Regions from separate parts of the Siniperca chuatsi genome. Here region 1 is linked to region 2. A link is a contact called in public Hi-C data. All regions are on one chromosome and are shown on one strand. The core of a region is the stretch at or near the end of the contact, and the rest is flanking DNA. Distances in the headings are between cores, read along the strand shown.

The links. Hi-C and Micro-C count contacts between places; a contact is called where the count stands out from the background.
Region 1: a contact with region 2 is called in a Hi-C map of liver, with 1.8 times the contacts expected there. The contact joins the promoter of psmd1 here to the enhancer-like site in region 2. A contact is called at or near these places in 2 of 3 Hi-C or Micro-C datasets (liver and skeletal muscle).

What each region holds. Positions count from the first base shown.
Region 1 is chrLG6:14,020,631-14,026,988 of ASM2008510v1, reverse strand. psmd1 (26S proteasome non-ATPase regulatory subunit 1) reads left to right here and starts at 2,279. Exons shown (of 25, transcript XM_044201085.1): 1 at 2,279-2,476; 2 at 3,286-3,329; 3 at 4,005-4,078; 4 at 4,571-4,740; 5 at 5,026-5,234; 6 at 5,553-5,696. The coding sequence starts at 2,461. LOC122878366 reads left to right here. Exons shown (of 6, transcript XM_044201093.1): 5 at 100-213; 6 at 893-1,854. The coding sequence ends at 987.
Region 2 is chrLG6:13,979,189-13,985,456 of ASM2008510v1, reverse strand. psmd1 (26S proteasome non-ATPase regulatory subunit 1) reads left to right here. Exons shown (of 25, transcript XM_044201085.1): 25 at 1,316-1,527. Among protein-coding and RNA genes, the nearest start is that of LOC122878362, 9.1 kb to the right of the region's middle. Within about 2 kb of position 2,061, the one cell type or tissue checked has an H3K27ac peak away from gene starts, as active enhancers do. A contact at or near this core is called in liver, where this site is marked.

The DNA of each region.
Region 1 (6,358 bases), core at 1,030-3,529, 41 kb before region 2:
GCATGGCTGCAAAGACCTGGGAACAAAAGGAGCATTCATGAAACAATTAGGCTCTTAGATAAGCTGCCAAATTGTTAAACGCTTATTATTGCCTTTCAGATAATACCAGGGATAGAGGGAACCCGCTTTTCTGGCCATTCCAATGTTTGTTCTGGCCTCAGAGAAGAGGAGCCAGAGGCCAGGCCAGCAACTCTTCAACCAGCAGGCAAAGAGGTAGCAGCATCGTCCCGAAGTTCAGTTTTACTGAGCTATACAGGAATTTCCAGTCCTACAGGATATTTTCTTTCAACTTTTCTTTTGTTCATCCATTCCATACACCATCTTAGTCCTGTTCAGGGTTCTCAGTGTACTGGAACCTAACCCAAAATGCACTACATGGGCAAAAGGTATGGATACAGGTTACCAGTCTATCACAGGGCCAACAGACAGACAAAGACATTCACACATTCACTCTTCATGGGCTTCTCTTTGGATCAGATTGCATGTAGTGATGATCAATAGTCACATATAGGGGGGAAAAAAGACCAGTTTATCCTCAAAATGCCAGAATGCAGTGTGGCTACAAAATATTTAGCATTTTGGTAAAACAGTGACTTACCCCCAACTCAGGAAATTCAGGAAATCACTGACTGAAGTTGAAGCACATAAGGCAAGTTGAAAGAAAAAAAAACTTAACAAGAAAATATTTTCTGGAATGCGTTGGCCATCAGATTGATCCTACACACAACAGTGTTGTCTGATAATGTGAAATAATTTATTTAGCCATGACTGACACCTTGTTTCAACACTTTGCATATATAGAGAGAGCAGAGAAATACTTGTGTTAATACAATTAACATCATGTTAATTTCATTAAACTCAAAGTAAATATGTTGGGGGGGGGGGTTTTCAGGTGACACTGGGAGTGTAGAGGAAAGCATCCCTCTGAAAACCAATGCCCTGTCTGCTGGACCTCCTGTGGAAGGAGAATCAGCTGGAGGCAGCTGATGTCATGACACATGATCTGTGGCTGGAGGCATATCACTGTAGACAATCCTGTTTTTACTGTGAAGAGAGAGTTAGCCTCATGGTGCTACAGAGCCTTACTACATGTTACAGTGATTATTCATGGTGCTCAATATTCCCACTGCTGAGCCAACATGATTCTCTCCCTGAAGCAATATGTGTGTATAAATGGTCAAATTTGTTGCCATCCTGCTGATTTACACCTTGTCTTTGATGTACAATGGTTAGTCACAAAGGGATTTTCTGTGTGTGTTTGGGGCTGATTTAAGTAACTGTTGATCAGTTAGTCAAAAGAACTATATCACATCATTTAACAACAGTTTTTCTTTTTTCTTGTTTTTTCTGGATATAGGCCTAGATATAGATGGGTCTGTTATTTTGGTACACGTTGAAACTGCAGTATGGCTAGGCTAGAAAGTTAACAGTAAAAGTACTGCTTTAACATGATGGTAGTAGCCTAGTCAAGCACAGGGCTGGATTACCAACTGGGCCCAGAACTCCAGTGGCCTCAAAAGCCCCAGGCTTGTTGTGTGTCATCTGGTTTGTGCTAATTTCATTGACAATTTATTTGAGAATATACATCACCAAAGCACAACATCAACTGACATAATAAGGTACTTAAGTGGGGTCCTGCTTCATTAATAGGGGCCCAGCAGCTTAATCCAGCCATGGTCAAGCAATGTGAATATTTTTTTTCGCTTTAATTTATTAGAATTGCGTTCCTTAGATGAGCGCTATTGACAATGGCATTATCTGTAACAGAAATTGATAAAACTACTTTTTACGTATGTATGTATGCTACTGGTATGTACATTTAAATAAATATGTAAATAAACACATTTAAGCGTGTGCGTGTGCAGCAGTGTTAAAAAGGACATTCTCTGCCTATCATTTCAACAGACTAAAAATAGGATACTGGGAGATTTGTTGGCAACTGGGTATACAGTACTTAATCACTGTCATATATTTTGTTATACTACTGGCATCACAGCCACATTGTACCTTCGATATCCATGAACATCGTCGTTTGAGACGTAAACTGTACAGAGGCAAAATAACTGATTCACGATAGGCCACTTTTAGAAAAGCCAGTCCATAAATCGGATACGTTCAATAACTGTATTTCCATAATTCCTTTTAAATGCAATGAGAACGCGTAATATAATATTCATTAAGATACTACGAATTGATCCGACCTACGAGGATACAATGGATAATATTACATTTCTGTGTATTTTTAATCAGGCTAAAAAGAGGCCAGCCAACTCGGTGGTCCTTTAGAAGGGGACTTGCGGTATTGGACAAAAAGAAGTTAGCGGGGGCTGCGTTTGTTTTACTGCAGTGCTTTTTCCACATACTACAGCTCTTTTATTTTCTTTATCTCCCTAAAAAAACACACGGAACTCCACCGTCGAACCAGGATCGTGGGGCTGAGGAGGGAATAAAGAGCCAATCATGATAACATCTGCCGGTGAGTCGTAGAAAGTGTTCTCATTTTGCTAGCCGTAACTTTAGCTATCTGCCATTGATTTAGCTGAGTCACACAGCTAATGTAGCAGTTGTCTGTCAGCCGTTAACCGGTGATAGCTAATAAATCCACCAAAATATTTTTCAGGAAGGAAGAACTCTTCGCAATGTGTCTGTGGTATAACTAGGCCACGATTTTATTCACTGCCCGGCTGTTAAAATATAGGATTTCGTAGTAAGTTCATTTAACGCTAATGCTAACAGTCTTGTACAACTCCTCAGTACAATGTAAGTTACAGAGTCCTAGCTATTCAGCTTTGATTATATGGTGTTCAAGTTTATGTTTACATAAACACAAGAATGGTTTTTCATCTTGGAAATAATTCCCAAAGAAACACGTGTTAAAATGATCACATCCCTTTATTCAGTTTTAGTCTCTTAATACGTCCTACTGTCAGTGTATTAGTTTTTTGCAAAACAGCTTATGATTTGACCATTGAACCTGTTCTTTCTGCTACGTTACAATGTTTTTAGCATCTGATTTTCCTGTTAGTTGTGGAGTTAGCTATAATCTGCAGGTGTTTTTATTAAATATAGTTGGTGTCCTAGTATTTGAATAATCCCACTTTAAACTTTAAATTTATTTTGAATGGGTAAACTTTTAATCAAATGCAACTGGAATCTAACGTCTGTTGATGAAGGAATTATTCTGAACAATTACTGTATTTGAATATGTAAGTCCTTAAACCCTCATGTTATATGTAACATGTTATATGGTAATTTTTTTTTTTTTTTTTTTTTTTTTTTTTTTAGCTGGAATTATTTCCCTCCTTGATGAGGAGGAGCCACAGCTCAAGGTAAGAACTGGTTGTAGAGTGGTGGACCAGGTGCCTGAAGATGGCTAGCTCCCATACAGAGATAATTTAACACCATTCAGAAGTGCACTCATTTTAGGACACTGGCTCCTCTTGAAATGTTTACTAAGGAGCCAGTTGTAAAGCCTTTTGTCATGCATGCAATACACCAAGCAGCTTATTTAAATACAACTTTAATTTCGAGAACTGTTTCACTCAATCACATTTGTTAAAGTACTATATGTCAGTTTGAAGAGTGGCTCTTGGAGGTTTCCTTAGAGGTTTGAAGTGTGGCATGATGTTCTCTCTCTACAGAAAAGGAGGCACATACAGTTGAAGGCATACAGTATTTATTGATCTGTCTGTACTGCATTTGCTTTCATTGGTTTGAATTCCAGTGCAAGATGGGCCATGGGATTTTATAATCGTGGTTGTAGTCAGCCTTCTTAAGAGCTAACGTTCTACAGTCTTCCAGTATAAGACTTGAGTGATGATAACACAGAAGTTCAAGCTCGATACTGACTGCACCTTGAACACGGCTTCCTTCATGGCCCCAAACTATGGAAGATATTGAGTAAATAAACTGGATCTCATGTAATGAAAAAATGCAGTGTGTGTCTGTTAACACAGAAATGTCATGTAAATAATGTATCTACAACATCTCTGTTTCACTTGCAGGAGTTTGCTCTTCACAAGCTAAACTCCATTGTGAATGACTTCTGGGCTGAAATTTCTGGATCAGTAGATAAAATGTAAGTATTATTGATGATCTTGGATACTATAACTGACATAAGAATGTTACATTAGGCAGCAATAACTTAAGCTTCTAGTTTCATTCTTTCTCTGTAGTCGGGTGAAACATTCACTTTAATTCAAAGTATACTAGTTGCGTGACAATATCACCTGCCTTACAAGTGGTGACACATTCAAGACAGTATTGATACACTAGATGCAGACGAAATGTAGCAGGGCAGTCCAGCGTGCAATGTGCCTCATAATCACAAGTAGAGTACTGAATGTTCTTCCAGCATGTATGATTGAGTAGAAGGTTTCTTAAGCAGATCTCTGCATCCTTCCTAATTTCAAAGTTTGCTGCTTTGTGGCACAAACTGCTCTGTGGGACAGAGAACATATCATTTAGATTTTATGATTTACATTCAATAGTGATTTAAAAAAAAAAAAAAAAAGATTTCTTGCTAGCCCAAATTTTCAGTCTTATGTAACCATCTGTTGTCTCCTCACAGCGAGGTCCTGTATGAGGATGAGACGTTTCGAAGCAGAGCATTTGCTGCCCTGGTGGCCTCTAAGGTTTTCTACCACCTCGGAGCCTTTGAGGAATCTCTGAACTATGCTCTTGGAGCTGGAGATCTCTTCAATGTCACTGATGACTCAGAATATGTGGAGACCATCATTGGTGAGTGAAAATACTTGACCTCATTTACCTGCGTCTTTAGTGTTATTGTGACATTTCTGTTGTTTGGATACTGCTGTGACACTGATACTTTTGCCAGTGTGAAGTAAATAACTTAAATGGAAAAAAAAAACATGTTTCTTACCTCCAGTTTACAAACCTACCAGGGCTTTCTGGTAGAGAAAGCCAATGAATTACATATGGGAATAAGATATTGACTTGAATTACATCATTGAATTCAGTGAAATGGAACCCCTCTTTTTATCCCTTTTATTTGTCTGCTGCTAGCCAAATGCATTGACCACTACACCAAGCTGCGGGTGGAGAATGCCGAACTGCCAGAGGACGAGGAGAAGAAAAGCATCGACCCCCGCCTCGAGGGCATTGTCAACAAGATGTTCCTGCGTTGCCTAGACGATCACAAGTACAAGCAGGCCATTGGCATCGCCCTGGAGACCAGGCGACTTGACATGTTTGAGAAGACCATCTTAGAATCGGTAAGCCGCTATTGTCATTCACAGCTGACTTAAGATTAGTTTGTTATAACATCTACTGCTAGCTTTAATACTCACTAGAATAACCCCAAGTCTAGTACAAGAGTCTAACATACTTTGCATGATAATGCCCCAAAACTTTGACAGAGTTTACGAGAATTACTTCATTTAAATACAGTAAATGTTTGTCCTGGTGAATTTTACAGTACATAACTTGTACAGTCCAGATTTTGATTACTGCTGTTGATTGTACAGAATTTGTTCTTCCTTGTTATGACATATGTTGATAATTCTTACTTTTTTCTTTCTCCTCTCATGCAGAATGATGTGAGTGGTCTCCTTGCCTACAGCCTGAAGGTGTGCATGTCCCTGATGCAGAATAAGAAGTTCCGCAATGAGGTGCTGCGGGTGCTGGTCAAGCTCTACATGAACTTGGAGAAACCTGATTTCATCAATGTCTGTCAGGTAACAATCAGATCCTCAAAAACACTGTATGCATCATCTCCCTGAATAACCTGACCAATGTAATGAATCCTTCCATCCTTCCTTCTTGTGATATATTGGTTCTAAAATGTTCTAATCAGTTTTAGTATTTAGTATAACATATTTTAGTATTTAGTATAACATATTTGATTTACTGAGTTTATATTTTCTCCAACACAAACCCTGGTTTGTAAGGATACTTTTAGGACACATTCTCTTTGCATTCAAGAAGTTAATCAACATTTTGATGTTCGGTGCTTTTTGAACCAGTCATTCAGCCCTAGTTTGTTGTCTGGGAATTTTATTATTTTATGTTCTTTTACACTTTGTGAATGTAATTTTTTGACTGCTTGCATTGTTTGATGTAGGTTTGGATATTTATTCTGCTGATGTTGCTGTTATATACACTCAGTTGCCAATTTATTAGATACACCTAGCTGAAACTATTGCAGTCTAATACAACAGCCCTGCAGGAAATCCTACCTTCATAAAGGTTATAATGTTTAGTTGTTTAAACTATTTTAGAGTGGTGTTGATTCAACTTTATGGTAATTTTCGAGGCTGTAGTTTGTGGTGCTGTTGAATTGTATGGCGTTATACTGACAGGTGTTTCTATTATTTTGGCCACCCCATTATATCAATGG
Region 2 (6,268 bases), core at 812-3,311:
GGTCCTTAAGCCCCTAAATAGTCATGCTCCACCCACTCAGGTTTTTTCACTTCATCTACCTGATAATAGCTCTTGTCAGGGCTGTTTTGTGGTGTACAGACTGGGCTTAACTTGTTAGTTCAAACAAACATGGACCACAAGTGTGTGGATTGTGATGGTTGGGGCAGAACTGGTGCAGTTCTTCATTCACAGTTTACTTTTTTTTTTTTTTAAATACTTTGAGATATAATATAAACTATAGACACTGTTTTACAGCAGACAATTAATAACATTAATAATGGCTAACAACTAAGCCCACCTGGGCTTTTCCTGCTATGACAAGTTAAGAGGTGTGCTGTCAACCAGATGTTGCAACATCATCTTGAGTTTTTGGTGCCTTAAATCTGTCTGGACTGTGTAGCGTGTACATACGGTACATTGGACACACACTTTTTTGTTTTGTTGTAAGGGTAGATCATAAAAATCAGCCTGCACCTTTTTGGTCATCGCTTTTATCTGTTTTTTGACATTTACTTATTATTTTGTAGCTGGTTAAGCTGCTAAATTATTATTTTTTATTTAATTTTATTTATGGTCTTTAAGTTACAAAATAATAATAAAGATGAATTCAATTCAAAACTCCACAGCTGACACAATGCACACTCAAAGACCTTCAATGAAGAACTTTCATCAAAACAAAGACTTCATTCTCTTAAATAGATTATATACCATTGTTGCTGACAGTGAGTTTTTAAATTGATTAAACCATCTTATCCAGCAGATACAATACGGTCATTCTGTGCGGTGGCAGCTATTCAGCATCTAATGTTTCTACTGTGTTTGTACCCTACTGGACATGTGGCACCTGTAAACTGTAATGTAATGCCACGTTCATGTCATTTCATATTTACCATATTTAAGAGTTTGATTTGTAAAAATGTCAACATCAAAGTCGTAATTATGACTGGGAAACTGTTTCTGAAAGCTCCGATATCTCTGACTTGGCGCTCAATAATGCACAAGTGTCTGAAAACCAAACAAACATGGATTCCACATGTCAGCCAAAGTCTGTCATTAATGCTAAGTAAACCAGATTAATAGGCAAACTATTCTTAACCCTCAGTCTTGAGTTGTCTGATGATGTGAACTTCTGCTAGTCGTAAACATGGGAATCTCTCTACCGTCCATCCTTTGACATGAATGTGGCGTAAAAACTTTTTATTGGTCCTCTGCAGCTCAGTGGGTGGAGCACGGCGTTGTCCTAACAAGGACTGTGGTATTTGGATTGTTAAAATGAAGTAAATCACCTCTAAGCGTTGTTTTTTTCTCTCCTCAGGCATCAGGAGAAGTCAGATCCCAGCATGTCGGTCCAGCGTTGTCTCTTCCCCCCCACCCCTGTGCATCCATCTATCCATCCACCTCCCCGCTTCACTTCCTCTTTTACACGTTTCTTTCCTGTTCTGGCTCCTCATTTGTCAGACAGGGAATGTTTTACATTCTCAAATTGTATAATTTTCTGTCCGTACAATAAAAATGATGTATATTGGAGAATGTGTGTGTTTATTTGAGTGGATATTTCACCAGGCGTGCATTGAGGGAATTTCTCTAATCCCATACATTTAGACTGGTTTACATTTTCAGCACTCAGCAGCAGCCACTACAGTCTGCCCAGCAGTCTCTCTGTACAGTGAGCTGAGTCTACTGTATACATATTATACAACTCTGGGTGGTGGGGGAGGAGTGTGCCTGAAGGAAAATAACTTTCTGGGTGTCTAGAAGGTCAAAAGTCAGGAAAACTATGAAAATCTGCCCTTAAGTACTAAAATGTATGAAGAGAAAACTAACTCTGTTTGGTCACTTTAACTTTATCTTTTCTTGTTTACTTTCACTTCAGATTGATTCAGTCAGTTTTGTTATCTGAGACTTTCTGTCAACTGAAACTGAAACGTTTGTTTATGCAGTTCTGATTCTAAGAATACAAAGTTAATCATGTGTTTGTGGTCTTTTTTGTAAGCACAAATCATTAACACTTCAGAATTATTTTCTAAACTTTTAATTGAGCTGACCTGGCTGTGTACTATTTAACGCTTTGATTAAAATCAAATAGAGCCAAATCAACTTTTTTTTAAACAGAGTCAACAGTGAGCAGTGAAAGCCTTCCCCCCTTTTTTTTTTTAAAGAAAAAAAAAAAACCTCTCCATGTAGGGAAAAGAGGATGTTTGGCACATTTGGAGAAGTGCCAAACACGAGCGGACTTTTTTGTAACTTATCTACGCCATGTAGTGGCAAATAGAGATGAGTGCACCATTCTTGTGATAGTGCATTGAACTGGTATCAACATAGCATAACAGCTGTGGGTATTTAGTGGTAACCAAGACTGGTCGACCATGGATGAATTTACCAAAGAGGCCTACAAAGAACCAGTCCTGAGGGGACTGGGGGGCTTAAACCAAAGCGTCTGTACAGCACATTTATGTTGCAGCCGTTTGCTAAATTCCTTTTCCCCCTCATCAGTCTACACTGAATACCCCATACTGACAAAGTGAAAAGAGGATTTTAGAAAGTTTTTCAGATTTATAAAAAAAAAAAAACTAAAATATGACATTGACAAAAGTATTTAGACCCTTTGCTATGACACTCGAATTTGAGTCCACCTGTGGTAAATTAAATTGATTGGATGTGATTTGGAATGGCACACACCTGTCTATATAAGGTCTCACAGCTGACCATGCACATCAGAGCAAAAACCAAGCCATGAGGTCAAACGTCCTCCCTGCAGAACGCAGAGACAGGATTGTGTCGAGGCACAGATCTGTTTTCGCTTTGTCATTATCGGGTATTGAGTGTAGACTGATGAATTTTAGCATAAGGCTGCAATATAACAAAAAGTGAAGGGGTCTAAATACCTTCTGAATGCACTTTGTTTGCAGCAGAATAATTCATCCCAAAGAAAATATAACCTGTTTCCTATAATATATTTTGGTAAAGCGTCCTGTAGTATTTTATATAATATCTTTGGAGAGGAGTTTCAGTGTGGAGCTGAATCTTTGGAAAGCAGTTAAGACAACTTCTCTTCATCTCCAGTGAACAAAACACTGGGGTTCAGGAGGGGGTGCAGGATGGATGTTGGCCTGGTGTGAGGGGGGCGCCCATTGTCTGATACTCCGTCCTTGACCTTTCTCATCATAAAAGCACCAAGAGACTTGAACAGCATTAGACAGAGTTCATTTTGTTTATGCTTGTTGAAGTACGTAGTGATGCCTCTTTTATTTAGAGTAATGTCAAAATCATTCCATTAGGTTGCCCAAAGGCGTCTGGACAGTCTGGCACATTAACTGTAAAAGTAACTGGGGTGAAGACACGATATATTAATGATGCACCTTGTACATTATCAAGACTCAGGTCTCCTTCAGCTCATTAGTTGCATGTTCACATGTCATCAGTGGTGGAGGAAGTATTCAGGTCCTTTACTTAAGTAAAAGTACTAATACCACACTGTAAAATACTCTGGTACGTATGTACGTAAGTAAAAGTCCTGCTTTGAAAATGTTACTTAAATAAAAGTATGTAAGTATAATCAGGAAAATGTAAAGTATTAAAAGTAAAACTACTCAATGCAGAAAGATTTCCTGTGACTGTTACACTATTATATAATTAGATTATTATTACTCATGCATTAATGTAAAAGCAGGATTTTACTGTTGTAGCTGGCTAAGGTTGAGCTTATTTTGAACTATTTTGTATCAGACTGCAACTAATGATTATTTTCACTATGGATTAATTGATTATCGATTGATTGTTTGGTTTGTAAAAATTCAGAAAATAGTGAGAAATGCCATCAGAAATAATTGAAAGGAAAAGCAGCAAATCTTCACATTTGAGAAGTTGGAACCATGAAATGTTAGTTTGTGACTTAATAATTATCAAAATAGTTGCCAATTAATTTTCTGTCAATCAGCTAATTGATTAAACGACTGTACTGTAGCTGTACTTGTATATAACTCTGGGTAGTTTAATTTATAACAAAACATATTTTATAAACTTTTCATATGTTTTGTGTGTAAAAATCTTAATTTGTAAAGTAACTATTCACTAAAGCTGTCAGATAATTGTAGTGGAGTATAAAGCACAATATTTCCCAGAATAGAAGCAGAAAGTTGCATGAAAAGAAAAGAATCAAGTAAAGTACAAGTACCTCAAATTTGTACTTAAGAACTGTACTTGAGTAAATGTACTTACATTCCACCACCGCATGTCATGTATGTCCTTAAGTGTGTCAGCAATGACACAAGAGTCTTAATTTGAATCAAAAATGGAGTACAGTTGGTATCTTCATACTAAATGCCCATTATGTTCATTAAACCTGTTTTTGGTCGTTGTAATTGTTTCTCCTGTCAGCTGAAGCTAATATGAGGTAGTTAAAAATCTTCCAAAGTTAGTCGCTGTAGTCTTAAATTCCCTCTTTGCACTTCTACTCCCTCCCTCTTTGTTTTTCCTTTCTGAGCCGCAGCAGAGGGATAGTAAAACAAAGTGTGAATTTAGTTTGTAACTTTGATGTCCACTTTATTTGTCTAACTCAGGCTGCTGAATGCTGAATGCAGTTTTGCACAGAACAAGGACTGTGGTTTTTGTCGCCCATCTCTTGTACAGACACTGCTTTAAAGGGGAACTCCACCTATTTTACACATGAAGTTCAGTTTACTTGTTGCAGGGAGTACTAAACAGCCAGTTGTATAATGCCTTCATTTAGGAGGCAGAGGGGTCATAATGAAAAGACGCAAACAATTTGCATTATGGGAATTGTAGGATCCAGAGTTTTTGGAGCTTGACCCATACTAGTAATGGAGTAGTGGACTAGTAATAGACACTTATAAGCGAGAGTATCAGTTTGAATATTAAACATCCAAAAATCCAACTATCCGCCTTAAAATAGACTCAAGACTGCAGCAGAAATTTTTTTTGTGGTTTTTGGTCCTCAACCCTCAAGATCAAGTTTATAATCTTGAAGTGGCCAGTTTCCCCAACCTAAGTGCGATTATATTTGGTAAATGAAGCTTCATGTGGAAAAGTGGTTTGGGAAGCCTTCAGGAAATGATAACACAGGCAGTTGTTTTCTGCATGAATGCCCTTCGTTAGATTTTGAATGCGTAACACTGGTGGAAAAACGTCTTTGCTGTGAAGTAAGTGGTCGTCAGAGATGATTTGCTGCGTGTCCGCTCCCATCAGTAAACCAGCGTATGTACATTTTGGCCAGACTTTTAGTCTAATCAACTCCTCCCTTCACATTCCCAGATACTTGGTCATGGAGGACTGTTAAACAACTTTATCGACTGCACAGTCTTTCCGAATCTTTCCTCGTCTGCAGGAACTGAAATTGCAACGCAGAACACACACAGACGAACACACATCTCTGAGGTCTGTCTGACTTTGACTTTCGCGACCAAATCCGTCATCGTTATCATTCGTCATGTGATCCAGTGAGGTGGAAGAAGAAGCATCTGCTGTTTGACTGATGTACAACTCAACGTGCTCCATGCAGGTCTGATTGGACACATCCTAAATATAGAGACTGTTGAGTCCACAGCTGAGGGATGAACTTTCTATTACAGGATCACATTCCTGGAGATGCAGTAACACTATGTAGTCCCCACAGGAGGGAATGTTTAGTCACACTGCAGCCTCCCCCCCCCCTCTTCTCCACATCTCCTTGTTTCCATGCTCTTTTCCAGCTAAGATCAGATGAGGTCTGCTGCAGCCTTCACTTCCCGTACGTCCCGGTGCAACGGGTGGGATGAGATGTAGATTTGTCATTCTGTGTGTGGAAAATCGGCCTCTGTACATAGCCACGTCTCATACTTCAGACTTGTCAAATATTCATACTCTCTTGTTTCTCTGCAGTATGAATCAGTTATTCGCCAAAAAAGCTCGCAAAGCTCTCTATCGTTTACACACCTTTCTTACAGGAAAGCATCGCTTTGGAGCTTTGTAACATGGTGGTCCTGGACGTTTTGGTGCAGTAGGTGAACTCTTGTTCACGAGCACATTCAGATTGTCATGAAATTTGGTTTAGACATTCATGGTGCCCTTCAGGATGAATTGTAATCATTTGGTGATCCCTTAACTTTCTATACCATCATCAGGTCAAAAATGTATTTTGTCCAATACTTGAGTTAGCGACCAAATAGCTGCAAAACTAATGACATCCCCATCAGCCTCAGCTGGACTTAGCAAATGTTAGCATGCTGACATGCTAAGTTAAGATGGTGAACATGGTAAACATTATACCTGC